Linked DNA regions of Mus musculus: all the other regions are linked to region 1. The links are chromatin contacts, called in public HiChIP or PLAC-seq maps. All regions are on one chromosome and are shown on one strand. The core of a region is the stretch at or near the end of the contact, and the rest is flanking DNA. Distances in the headings are between cores, read along the strand shown. Region 1 holds the start of Arid3b (AT rich interactive domain 3B (BRIGHT-like)). Region 2 has its middle 33 kb from the start of Sema7a. Region 3 has its middle 24 kb from the start of Cyp11a1.

What was found. HiChIP or PLAC-seq counts read pairs in DNA pulled down with a chosen protein or histone mark.
Region 2: a contact with region 1 is called in a BATF HiChIP or PLAC-seq map of CD8 T cells, with 12 read pairs. The contact joins the enhancer-like site here to the promoter of Arid3b in region 1. A contact is called at or near these places in 1 of 39 promoter capture datasets (pre-B cells), 1 of 15 datasets of contacts at CTCF or cohesin (CD8 T cells), 1 of 484 Hi-C or Micro-C datasets (muscle stem cells), 9 of 115 datasets of contacts at active chromatin or transcription factors (the 230-238 cell line, CD8 T cells, T-cell acute lymphoblastic leukemia and 6 more) and 3 of 9 other capture datasets (adipose tissue, liver and pancreatic islet).
Region 3: a BATF HiChIP or PLAC-seq map of CD8 T cells shows a contact between it and region 1, with 12 read pairs. The contact joins the enhancer-like site here to the promoter of Arid3b in region 1. A contact is called at or near these places in 15 of 39 promoter capture datasets (the 3T3-L1 cell line, 3T3-L1-derived adipocytes, the C10 cell line and 9 more), 1 of 15 datasets of contacts at CTCF or cohesin (CD8 T cells), 4 of 484 Hi-C or Micro-C datasets (the CH12 cell line, Th1 cells, bone marrow-derived macrophages and 1 more), 20 of 115 datasets of contacts at active chromatin or transcription factors (the 230-238 cell line, CD8 T cells, T-cell acute lymphoblastic leukemia and 11 more) and 3 of 9 other capture datasets (adipose tissue, liver and macrophages).

What each region holds. Positions count from the first base shown.
Region 1 is chr9:57,834,883-57,838,781 of GRCm38.p6, forward strand. It overlaps Arid3b (AT rich interactive domain 3B (BRIGHT-like)), which reads right to left and starts at 1,897. Exons shown (of 9, transcript NM_001379353.1): 1 at 1,800-1,897. It also overlaps the pseudogene Gm7547.
Region 2 is chr9:57,970,930-57,974,686 of GRCm38.p6, forward strand. No RefSeq gene overlaps it. Among named protein-coding and RNA genes, the nearest start is that of Sema7a, 33 kb to the left of the region's middle. Within about 2 kb of position 1,287, at least 144 of the 459 cell types and tissues checked have an H3K27ac peak or open chromatin away from gene starts, as enhancers often do. A contact at or near this core is called in the 230-238 cell line, CD8 T cells, T-cell acute lymphoblastic leukemia and 5 more, where this site is marked.
Region 3 is chr9:57,989,352-57,993,049 of GRCm38.p6, forward strand. No RefSeq gene overlaps it. Among named protein-coding and RNA genes, the nearest start is that of Cyp11a1, 24 kb to the right of the region's middle. Within about 2 kb of position 1,275, at least 36 of the 459 cell types and tissues checked have an H3K27ac peak or open chromatin away from gene starts, as enhancers often do. A contact at or near this core is called in CD8 T cells, T-cell acute lymphoblastic leukemia and Th1 cells, where this site is marked.

The DNA of each region.
Region 1 (3,899 bases), core at 647-3,146:
TAGCCTCCCAAAGAATCCGGTTTCAACAACATGAAAGAAAGAAACATGCGAGGAGGGTGCGGGCGGGTCTCGAATTGCAAGCTTCGCTCAAAAACAAACGGGGGGGGGGGGGGGAATTCCTCTGGAGATTTTAAAGTTAATTAATTTGAAACAGGTACCAATATTGTCTAAACAAGTTAATGTTTCTTTTTTTTTTTTTTATAAACCACAAATAAATCTCCTCACATCCTCTTTCTTTCTGACTCACTTCTACTATATTTATTCTATGAGTCCAGTGAAGAAAAGGCTTCCAGTCCCAAAGTACCCTGGGGGCAGGGTTATCTGCATTCTTGCCAATCTGTCTCCAAACACAAATCCCTTTCACACCCTTCCACCTCTAACCTTCCCAGGTTCCCCCTTCAACACACCTCACTTAAGTTATAGTTTCCCACAAGTCTTCCTCAGAGCAAATTTTAGGGTGAAGAGGACTGGCAACAGGGTGTGCATTTCTGTTTGCCACATGAAAGGGGAAGCGGCACTGTGCAGGTTGGGACTTGATATTTGCATTGTCCCAGTGTTTTAGGATTGAGTTGGAAGATAAGAAAATGTAACCTTTTACCATCTTCAAAAATTCATGGGAGAACTAATCTCTAACAAGAAAAAAAAATGGCTTTGATTTATATAAATTTTTACACGTTTAAAGAGTATAATTTTTAAAGCTGGGGAGGCGGGGAGTTCAAAAACCAACCAGAGCCATGCTAGACAAATCTCATTTTGTTTCTTAGAAGCACTTGGTTGTAGCTTTCATAGGCGGATAAAAGATTCCAATTCCAATTGGCCCCTTACTGCCTGTCCCTCCTCCTGGCAGTTTGGAAAGTATAAGTTATGCCTGCAGCAATACTTTCTTTCTGCTTTAGTTCTTATTCTGTAGGGAAGCCTGAAAGTTGGCAAAATTGTTCCTTTAAAATAAAAACCCCGTTGGGGACAAAACAAAACGCACACAAAAGAAGAGCAAGCAATTCACTGGTCATTTAGAAATATTCGTATAATCTTTAAAGTCAAACAACACAACTGGAATATTTCAACCAACTCCTGCCAGTCATAGTACAACTGCTTCTTTTCTGGTTGGCACCATCTTCTCGGTAGGCTTTCCTCAGCAAGGGAGAGGGGTGTCCGATAGCGTCTTTATTAAGACAGAGATGACTCCGTTTTACAACTCAATTGGCACATCCTCCCGAAGAGTCCATCTCATCCCAATCCCTAAGCAGCCAAGGATTCAAACAATACTACTAACATCTAGAGAATTTACGTCTCCGAAATCTAACTTCATCTCTCCATCCCTCGCTCGGGTTTTTTAAACTTCCCGGACCTCCAAACCGAGAGCAACGGACTGCTTGCCGCTTGAGCCCGGCCTTGGTGACCATTTCCCTTACCTTCGTTTCCAGCTCTGTCCCCGACCCTCTTCGACCCCTCTTTCCATTCTTTACCTCCCACCCAATGGAGCCCTATCACTTTTACTTCCACCAAGCCCCCTTTGCCAATCTCCCGGCTCTTCTCTAATTACTCCATCTAAGCTCGCTCTGCGGTTGCCAAAAGGGGGGGGGGGTCCCTTACCTTTCCCATCTCTTTATCTCAAACCACTCCTTTGGACACCGGGAGGACGGGGCTCCTCCCGATGCTCTCACTTTTTCTCAGCGGACCCCGGCTTCACTAGCCCGCGTCTCCCCTACACACCTGCCTCGGCTCCCATTTCGGTCCCCTCCACCTGCCACAGCCCCTCTCCCGCCGCGGCAGAAAGAACCACGACCCGCGCCGCTCACCTATGTGCAGCGTTCCGGGCTCGCGGGTAGGGAGGAGGCAGCCGCTCAGACCCCAGCGTAGCAGCTGAGCCTGCTACTCCTCCGCAGCTGGGGGCCACAGCCGGGGCGGGGCCCGCACCGGAAGCTGTGCTGCGGGGCCCGGCCGTCAGCCCGGGGCGGGGGAGGGGCAGGTAGGGGCGGGGCCCCACGGTGGGGGGCGGGGCCCGAGGCCGGAAGCAGCTAAAAAGGGAACGAGGTGGGGGTGGGTGGGTAGTGCGAGACGGAAGTGACTCCTAGAGACCGCCCTCTGGTTGAAGCCGTGGGCGGAAGCCATTTAAGGCGGGCGGAGGCTTCGGCCAATGGGAGAGCACGGACTCAGAGGAGTTCCGGTGTGAGTGCTTTCGCGGGGAGTTGAAAAGAGTAGGACTGACTACAGCACACGGGTTTCTGGCTGCCGTGGTTGTGAATTGTTTGTAATAAGTGAAAGAAAGGAATAAAGAGTGCTAACTTTCAGCTAGTCTTAATGAAGCATTCCAGCCTTTTATTAGTTTTTTTCTAAATTTCACTTTTTGGATTGAAATTTTCCTGTTCTGGAACACCACCTCTATCCATCCCCAACCTCACCTCGTCACAGGGGTTAATGTTTTCTTTCTTCAGGTTCCAAAGGTAGAAGCTGAATCCTGGCACCGCTTATACAATAAAACAACAAAACCTTGTCTTCTGGGACTCCTAACTCTGGGGAACTTCTGTGAATTTATGCATGCACCTCCTTGTTTTACCTTTCTCCCAACTGACCATCATCCTTGATCCAGAGTCTATGGCTCGCTTAGTTTTGGGTCTTAAAACAATCCCAGCCAAAACCTAGAACTTATTGCCACTGGCTTTTCTTGTCCCTTCCCTTCTTCCTTCCCTTCCCCTCTTTTCTTTCTTGTTAGAAGGTAGCTCACCTATTTAGCAAAAGTAGTTGACCATCAAGCTCCAGGAATCCTGTCTTTACTTCTGAAATGCTAGGATTGCAGGTGTGCACCACACCTGGCTTTTTACTGAGGCGTTGGATATCCAAATTTAGACCCTTATTCTTTGGCGCCACGCTCTTAACTCACTAATCCATCTCAGTTCCTGATGAAAACTTTTATGGTTTGTTGTTGTTGTTGTTTGTTTTGTTTTGTTGCAGTCCTGGTCCCTTATTTCTTTTTTGTCCACTAGGCCATGAATTCATATGGAATGGGCTCCAGCAGTTTCCGTTAGTCCTCACAAAGTGTGCTTCTCTGGTTGACGCAGGCTGGCGCTTCAGCTGCACCCGGGTGCCCTTCTCCTTGGCTTCCTTCTTCTGATCGTTCTCCTTCACCCGCTTCAGGAAGCTGTCCCTGCTCTTCGAGTGCTTGATGTGCTCAATCCGCACATTGATCCTCTTGGCCAGAATTTTGCCCTTAACTTGCTTATTTACAATGATGCCCACAGCATGCTGGGTGACATTGTAGACTCTTCCGGGTTTGCCATGGTAGCACTTATGGGGCATTCTTTTTTGAACAGTGCCCATTCCCTTAATGTCTACAATATCACCCTTCTTGTAGATTCGCATGTACGTGGCCAAAGGAACAACGCCATGTTTCCTAAAAGGCCTAGAGAACATTTATACTGGGTGCCTCTCCTCTTTCCCTTTGTGTTCGTCATTTTGGCCAATTACTGGAAGATGGCTGCAGCAGCCGACTTTTATATGGTTTTATTTTATTTATTTATTTATTTATTTATTTTTGATTTTTCAAGACAGGGTTTCTCTGTATAGCCCTGGCTGTCCTGGAACTCACTTTGTAAACCAGGCTGGCCTCGAACTCAGAAATCTGCCTGCCTCTGCCTCCCAAGTGCTGGGATTAAAGGCGCGCGCCATCATCGCCCGGCTTATATGGTTTTAATTACCTTTTTTTAGTTTGTGTGAGGGCACTGTTTCCTCCCTCCTTGCTCTAGAGATGTAACATAACTCTTCCTCAACTTTATCAGAAACTCCAATCTGCTGAAAGCCGCTGCCTTATCTCTTGCATATTAACCTCCTCTCCTTCTTTCTCATCCAGGATTTAATGGCACATCATTCCAACCCCAGTCTTTCAATCCCACCCTAACGTT
Region 2 (3,757 bases), core at 37-2,536, 140 kb after region 1:
GGGCTGGGCTGACCCAGCAGAAGCCAGAGAACATTCTGAAACATGTCACCTCTATCTCCCACCAAAGAGGGACACTAATCAGTCAACCAGTCTGACTTCAGAATATTCAGGTTAACTGCTATTAAATATAATAGAGGTGAACATATACCAAGTAGCACACACCTCCCTGCCTAGGACTGTCTGGAAAGATAACAAGAAGGACTCCGTGGGTAAAGGTGCTTGCTGCCAACCTGACGCCCTGAGTTCGATCCTCCAGAACCCTCGTGGTGAAAGGAAAGAACTGGCTACCAAATGTTCTCTTTCTGACATTCACAGGCAATGCTGAGGCAAGCGCCCCTTCAGCATACACAGTCGATTAATGTATGTACCAATCATTTTAAAAGAGAAATATGACTTATCTTAGAGAGTTTTCATAAGCTCTTGGAGATTGGTGCTGACCCCACCCCAACTCCTGTGTGTGTGTGTGTGCGTGTGTGTGTGTGTGTGTGTGTGTGTGTGTGTTCCTAAAGACTGAACCTATGGCTTCACACATGCTATAGGCCCCACTACTGGGTTACATCCTTAGGTCCTCTTCCTCTTCTTCCTGTCCTTTTTAAATTTTGAAACAGGACTGACCTGGAGCCTTTGTTCGCAGTCACATTGCCTCAGCCCCTGAGGTTACAGGCTGCAGCTGTCTCCATACTCAGTTAAAGGAACTCAGACCCAGGAAGGGGAAGCTGTTTACCAGAGCTTCATGGCTCTAGAGGTACCTGGGGTTTTAGACTGACTCCATCACTCTTATTTATACACTGCATAGCTCGCCACCGAGCATCTCTCGTTGCTTAGACACATGGTTAACACAGCGTATACAGCAGAGATGGAGGAGAGCCACTCTCTGGCAAGATCACCAAGATGGGGCCTGAGGCAGAACCGACTCCAGGGTCAGGGATTCCTGGACACAGTCAGTTAGGACTTAAGACTTGGTCATCAGAGGAAGGGGCTGGGATCATCTGCCCCAAGACACATGGTACTTAGAGAGGCGAAGTGCTTAGCCATTCTAACTTTTTCCGGACCAGAGATGACTGGGTGGGATCTGGATCTGGCCCCTTGGCACCCTCTGTGGGTGCCTTGAGGCTTAGCTGGGATGTCTCTTGGGGCAGGGTGGGGATGACAGCTTTTTCCGTTGCTGGTTCCCATCAAAACCATCCCAGGAAGAACTGAGGTGTAGCTCAGTGGTGAAGCACTTTCCTAACACGCACAGGAGGGTGGGCGGCGGGATGGTGGTTCACAGAGCAGCTGTTCTAAGGGGCAGAGGGCACCCACATCCTGTCCCATTACTCCACATAAACATCTGTGAGCTAGGAGCCCCTCTGTGGGTGCCTTGAGGCTGAATAAGACTGAATCAGAACTGACTTAGTGGAAACCTCTGCCCACGGCTTTCTCCAGTGGGATACTGTGGTCAGACCAGACCCAACTGCTAGTCCACACATGGCCAGCAATGCATGCCAAAAGGCACTGTTGGGAGGGAACACTCATCCCGGGGCTCTGTCAGGCCACATCCTGCCTCAGAAAGACCTTAGGAGGTACTTAGGAGGATAGGAAACTGCAGTCCCAGCAGGACCCGGACAGCGCCGGGGCTGGAGCTGGTTTTGGCGTTCTTTTCTTGTGTGACATTTTCTTGAAGCTGTGGACAAAGGGAACACCCCCCTGAGTGGCCCCCAGAGAGTGCTCCCCTGGGGATGGCTTTCCCCACCTTCTCTCAGGACATCGCTGAGGTATGGGGGCTTCTCGGGGCAAAGGCTAATCAGTGCAGCAGCTTTACAGACAGACACAAATAGAAAGGCTTGCTCGTGGCGAGACTGTTGGCCTTCACACGTTCTTCATTGAGAGGAAATCCACATAAAAAAAACCAAACCCAAAAAACTCACCAGTGGCAAGTGAGCAATCTGTGGTTCTCATGTATTTCCAGTACTGTGTGATACTCGTCACTAATCGATTCCAGAACACTCCCTCACTTATAAGAAACCCTGTTACTTTCTTTTCCCACCTCCCCTTACTCTACTTCCTGTCTCCGTGAATTTGTCTGGGTCACATGCCAGGAGACCTTTGTGTCTGGTTTCTTTCTCTTAGCTTAATGCTTTCAGTGCTGTTTGTGCTGAGGGACAAATCAACATTCCTCATTGTTCAGGGCTGATGACACATTCACAACTCTGTCCTATTTGTGTTGTCTAAACATCGGCCACTGCACACCTGAGCTGAGGGCTGTGGTGAATCAGGATCAGGATGCACGAAGATCCGGGTGAAGCCTGCGTGAGGTCATGTTTTTAATTCTTTGTGCATTTAACTGGAGTGGGATTGCACAATCATATGGTAACCTTGTTTGACTTTCAGGGGGGGATGCTAAGTTGCTTCCCAAGGGTAATACTATTTCACATCCCACTGTCTTTGCGGCTTTCAACCACTACCCAACCTCACTCACTATTTACATGTGATGCATGTGTGTATACATGTTTGAATGCACATGTGTGTGCACATGCCCATGTATACTAGAGATTGATATCGCCCTTTGGGAGAGATCCAAGCTCTGAAGACTTTCCCAGGCTCTTGTTTGGTGTGTGGGCGAGGCCTGAGTGACAGAGGTCCCCAGGGTCTGCACAAGCTGGTTTCTCTTCTGTCTCCCTCTGTTCTGCCTTTTTTTTTTTTTTTGGTCCCCCTTGAGGCACGGAGTTCTGGGGTTTAGATGGTGGTAGGGCTGACTCTCAGCCAACCCATCTTGATTCCCAAGGATAAGGGAGAGCTAACCTGGAGGTGGGAGGCCTGGGAGAAGCAGGGCCAAGCCTGGCTGGCCCATGGTGTCCATGATCTGTCCTGCCTTCCTAACTCCCAGCACAGAGCAGCAGACTGTTAAAGGGAAGGTTTACTCAGTGAACTCATGCTTTGTAGAACTAAGGTGAGGGCGGTGGCTCTTGATCTACATCTGCCTTGACTCAGTGTCCCAGTGAGTCATTGACCATATCATAAGTCATATGCTTATATAGATGTGTGTGTGTGTGTGTGTGTGTGTGTGTGTGTGTGAGAGAGAGAGAGAGAGAGAGAGATCCTGTTCTACCGACACGCTCTTGGTACCAGTAAAGGCAAAGGTAGTGCCTATAAGGTATTAAAGGTGGATACAGGATGCTCAGGCCTTGCCTGAGCCTAGAGGGTCATTTCTTTACACTGTAATCAGTGGACTTTGAGGCCACATCCACATGTATTGAAGATGCTTCCACTTTAAAGCCTTGGAAACCCTAGGCTTATCAGGAACCTTGTGGCTCTGTGGGAGGCATCTGACATTGTATGTCTGGCTTGCACAAATCTCCCAATGGGAACTCTGTGCTCTGGAAGAGGGACCCACCATGCTGGAGAAAGTCTCTCTTAATCTGCCCCTGCCCCTCACCCAGGTCACTCAGGAGTGACTTCAGGTACTGAGAGGAGGCCCAGCGTCTCTCAAGTCCACACTTACTCTGGGCCCACTGCTGTCTTTCTCTTTGACTCAGAGCTGATCTGTCCCCAGGCAGATTCCAGAGTGCCACCATGCAGAAATGTGGTAGGGAAATTCCAGATGCTGTCGTTAAAGTGCCTCCCAGCCCCGGCCTCAGGACGGCTCACTTCCCCATCGTGTGCTCCAGTTGGGCTTCAGGGACAGTTTCTGGGTCCTTTAGGGGCCTGCCTTGGTGTTAAACACCAAGGAGATGGGGTTTTGACACTGCCAAGTGCTGATCATGGCCAAAACCCCCTC
Region 3 (3,698 bases), core at 25-2,524, 150 kb after region 1:
GTGAGGGTGTAGATGATGTGGAGGGTGAGGTATTTAGCTGTGAAATTGAGAGCAAAGGGACAGGGATTAAGTTTCAAGATCAGTATGAGGTGGTAGGAGGTTCACACTCATCGCTGCTGAGTCACGAGATGGCACACCTACCCCTTGTCTGGTTTCTGCTGCTCCTGAGGAAATGGTCATCAAGGTTCGAGTCATCCATCTCTCCACCTAGTGCAGGTCAAGCAAGCACCGCCCTTTCCCTAGTATGGTCCTATCCCCCGGTGTCTATTGTGACTCCCCAGCCCTGGCCCCTCTGGGCAGTGGAGAACTGTAGGGGGAGGCTGCTGGCTTCGATGGGGCTTCAATAAAATTACCTGGCTGTGGCAGCTTCAGTGGCAACTAGGGAGGCAATGGTGAAGGGGCCCTCAGAGGGCAAGCTGAGCCAGCCAGGGTCCTTCCTAGTCCCCTCTGCAGCCTTCTCCCATGAAGGGGTCTAGTAGCTGGTCCTGGGCTGACCAGATAGGGTATGACAGATCACTTCTGGCTCACACTGGGGCCTCTGTAGGTGGCTAATAGCAAGAGGTTCTGCCCCAGGAGTGGCCACAGCCAGGTTCTAGTCACCTGCCTCAGGTCCCAGGCCATGATAAGGCTGGAGTAGAAAAGGGATTCATCAGAGGTCTGCTGGTCCATCCTGTCAGATAGGGGACTAAGGACTCTGCCAAGTGGATGAGGTAGAACCCTAGACTATGGGATCCTTTTGGTCTCTAATCTTCCAACTCTCTGTCTTGCCTAACCTGCTGCTCTGACCCACTCAAGGGTCTCTTCTCAGGGCCCAAGAGGGTCATCTCTATTGCTGGAGTTCTCCTGACTGGCCCTTCTCACCTTCATCCCATTTCCTGTCCTGGGGGCTGAGGCACACCTCTCTCCCCACAGCAATTGGACCATCACTCTCTACCCCAACGTGACTGCATGGGTACCTTTAGCTCGCAGTCTCTGGGGGTTCCTACTCACACTGAGCTTCCACTGCAAGTTGACTTTCTATGTGGGTATGGCCTGGACGCATTCCCTTCCTCAGTCTTTACCATCTCCTGAGAGCAGAGTTGGGTACACGTCTAGAATGTTCTCTCAGCTGGTGGACACACCACACAAGAAGAGACTGAGGGCTTTGTCTTTCTTCTGTGCTCAGGTTAGAAAGGCTGAACCCCTTATGTTACCCCTGCCTTATTATGTCCTGGGACCTTAGGCAGATGGCCGGAACTTGAGTGTGGCCTTTCTGGGGGGGCAGCAGCGCCCCCTACTGGCCACTTAGAGAGATCCCGGTCGAGATGATCTGTTATAACCTGCTGGGTCTGCCTAGGGCCAGCTGCTGGTCCCTTCAAGGGAGGAGACTCAGGCTCCCATGAAGGCCCTGTGGAGGCTGCAGAAGGGATCAGGAAGGACCATGGCTGGCTTAGCTTGCCCTCCATAAAATGGGATAATAACACTCAATGTTTAGAGCTTGCTTGGTGATTAGACTGATTGATGATGTACTATGAAAAGAGCTCTGCAGGTGCAGGATGTGGTTCAGAGGAGTGGGTCAGAGGAGAGCAGAGTGCAGTTCTGGAAGCTGCCTCAGAGGCCAGCCTGACTCCTGCCCCGGTTCACTTTCTGTTGCTGTGACGAAACACGGGGACCAGAAGTAAGCTGGGGAGGAAAGGGTTTATTTGGCTTACTCGTCCATATCAGTGAGGGAGAAGTCAGGGCAGGAACCCAAGCAGGAGCAGTGGCAGGAACCGTGACAGAGCGCTGCTTACTGGCTTGCTCCCTCTGCCTTGCTCAGGTGGCTGTTTTATGTCTCCAGGCACCACCTGCCCAGGGCTGGCCCTACTCACAATGGGCTGGGTTCTCCTACATCGATCATTAAATGGAAAAAAAAATGCTCCACAGACTTTCCCACAGGCCAATCTGATGGAGGCAACCCTTCATCTGATGATCTGATGGAGGCAACCCCTCATCTGATGCTCCCCCATTCCAGGGTTCCAGCTTGTGTCCGGTTGACCAAAGCAAAACAAAACTAACCAGTGCAAGCTCTTCTCTAGATCCTGCTCCGGACTTTCTGGCACAGGTTGAAAGTCAGATGGCACCCTGGTCCTGGGTGGTGAGAGGGCCCGGGGTCTGGCGAGGAGAGAAGATCCTGCCTGGCATGGCTTTTCTACTTAATGGTTCCACTGTCCATGTAGGCCAGACCTCCAGTACCCCAAGGCAGATTGGGCTGTCTCTGTAAATTTCTCCTGGGACTGTCTAAGGGGCACAAGTGACCTTTACCCTAAAGGCTCACCACTTGTCTCAGGTGACAATCTTTTGTTTGTTTGTTTGAGACAGGGTTTCTCAGTGTAGCCCTGGCTGCCCTGGAACTCACTCTGTAGACCAGGCTGGCCTCGAACTCAAAAATCTGCCTGCCTCTGCCTCCCAAGTACTGGGATTAAAGGTGTGTGCCACCACTGCCCAGCTTCTCAGGTGACGATCTTAGGCCCCAGTGAGTACTAATAGTCTTAGGCACCTGGCTCTCTTTCTACTTCATTTTGTCCCCTCCTCCAGTCCCCATCAGCCACTTGGAATTTCTTAAGGCAACCCAGGTGATAGGTACTCCAATTAAGACAAAAAGCACAGAGAGGTTAAACTTCCTCAAAGCCACACAGAAGTGAGTGGAGGAGCCGGGGTAGAGTCTACTGGAGTTAGTCCAACCTCCACACTATAGCACCTTTCAGGGCCTATGGAGGTTTGGGGGGGGTGCATCAGACTCATTCATACTTCTGACAGAGGTCTGGGGGAGTTCAGAGATGGGGCTTGGATGTGCTTGGGAGGAGTGCTGAGGTTGGGTTTGAGGCTTAGTGGGGCAGGGCAGAGAATGCTGGTGGTTTTGAGTCTACATGATGAGAGTCTGGGGCTGCCCATGCTGTGTGGGCCATGGGGGGCGGGGTAGAGGGCTGTGTATGTGGCTATGTTTAAGAGGCTAAGGAGCTGTGATCTGGGTACCCTGGAAATGTGCAGGGAGAAGCCACCGATCAAGATTGGAAGTACAGAGTGGGTAGGCGTGAATGGGGGTCCAGACAGAGAGAACCACACCCAGACACAGGAAAGTGGGTACCAGAGAACCGAGTGAACCTGTGGGTAGAAGCTGTATAGAGGAATGCTTAGTTTTCCTTTCATTTCTTCTCTTTTCTTCTTTTCTTCTCTTCTTGCCTCCTCTCCCCTTCCCTCTCCTCTCCTCTCCTCTCCTCTCCTCTCCTCTCCTCTCCTCTCCTCTTCTTTCTTCCTTTCCTTTCCTTTTCTTTCCTTTCCTTTCCTTTCCATTCTTTTTAAAAATTTGAGTCAGGGTCTAACTTGTGTCCCTGACTGGCCTGAAACTGGCTATACAAACAAAGCTGGCCTCAAACCCACAGAGATCTGTCTGCTTCTGCCTTCTGAGTGCTAGGATTAAAGGCGCCCTGTGAGAGGCTTATTTTGATGTGTGTGTGTGTGTGTGTGTGTGTGTGTGTGTGTGTGTGTGTGTGTGTGTTTAGGGTAGCATCTCCCAATCAGAGTCCTAACTGAGGAGACTGGGCTCCTCCCCCAGCAGATGAGAGCAGCCCAGCCTCTCTGTAGGGTAGGTGCCCTATGCAGTGGGTGGTAATAACAGACTCAAGGCCAGAGGCTACTTCCTAAGTTTTACCCAGGTGCATCCTGATGGTGACCCCAGC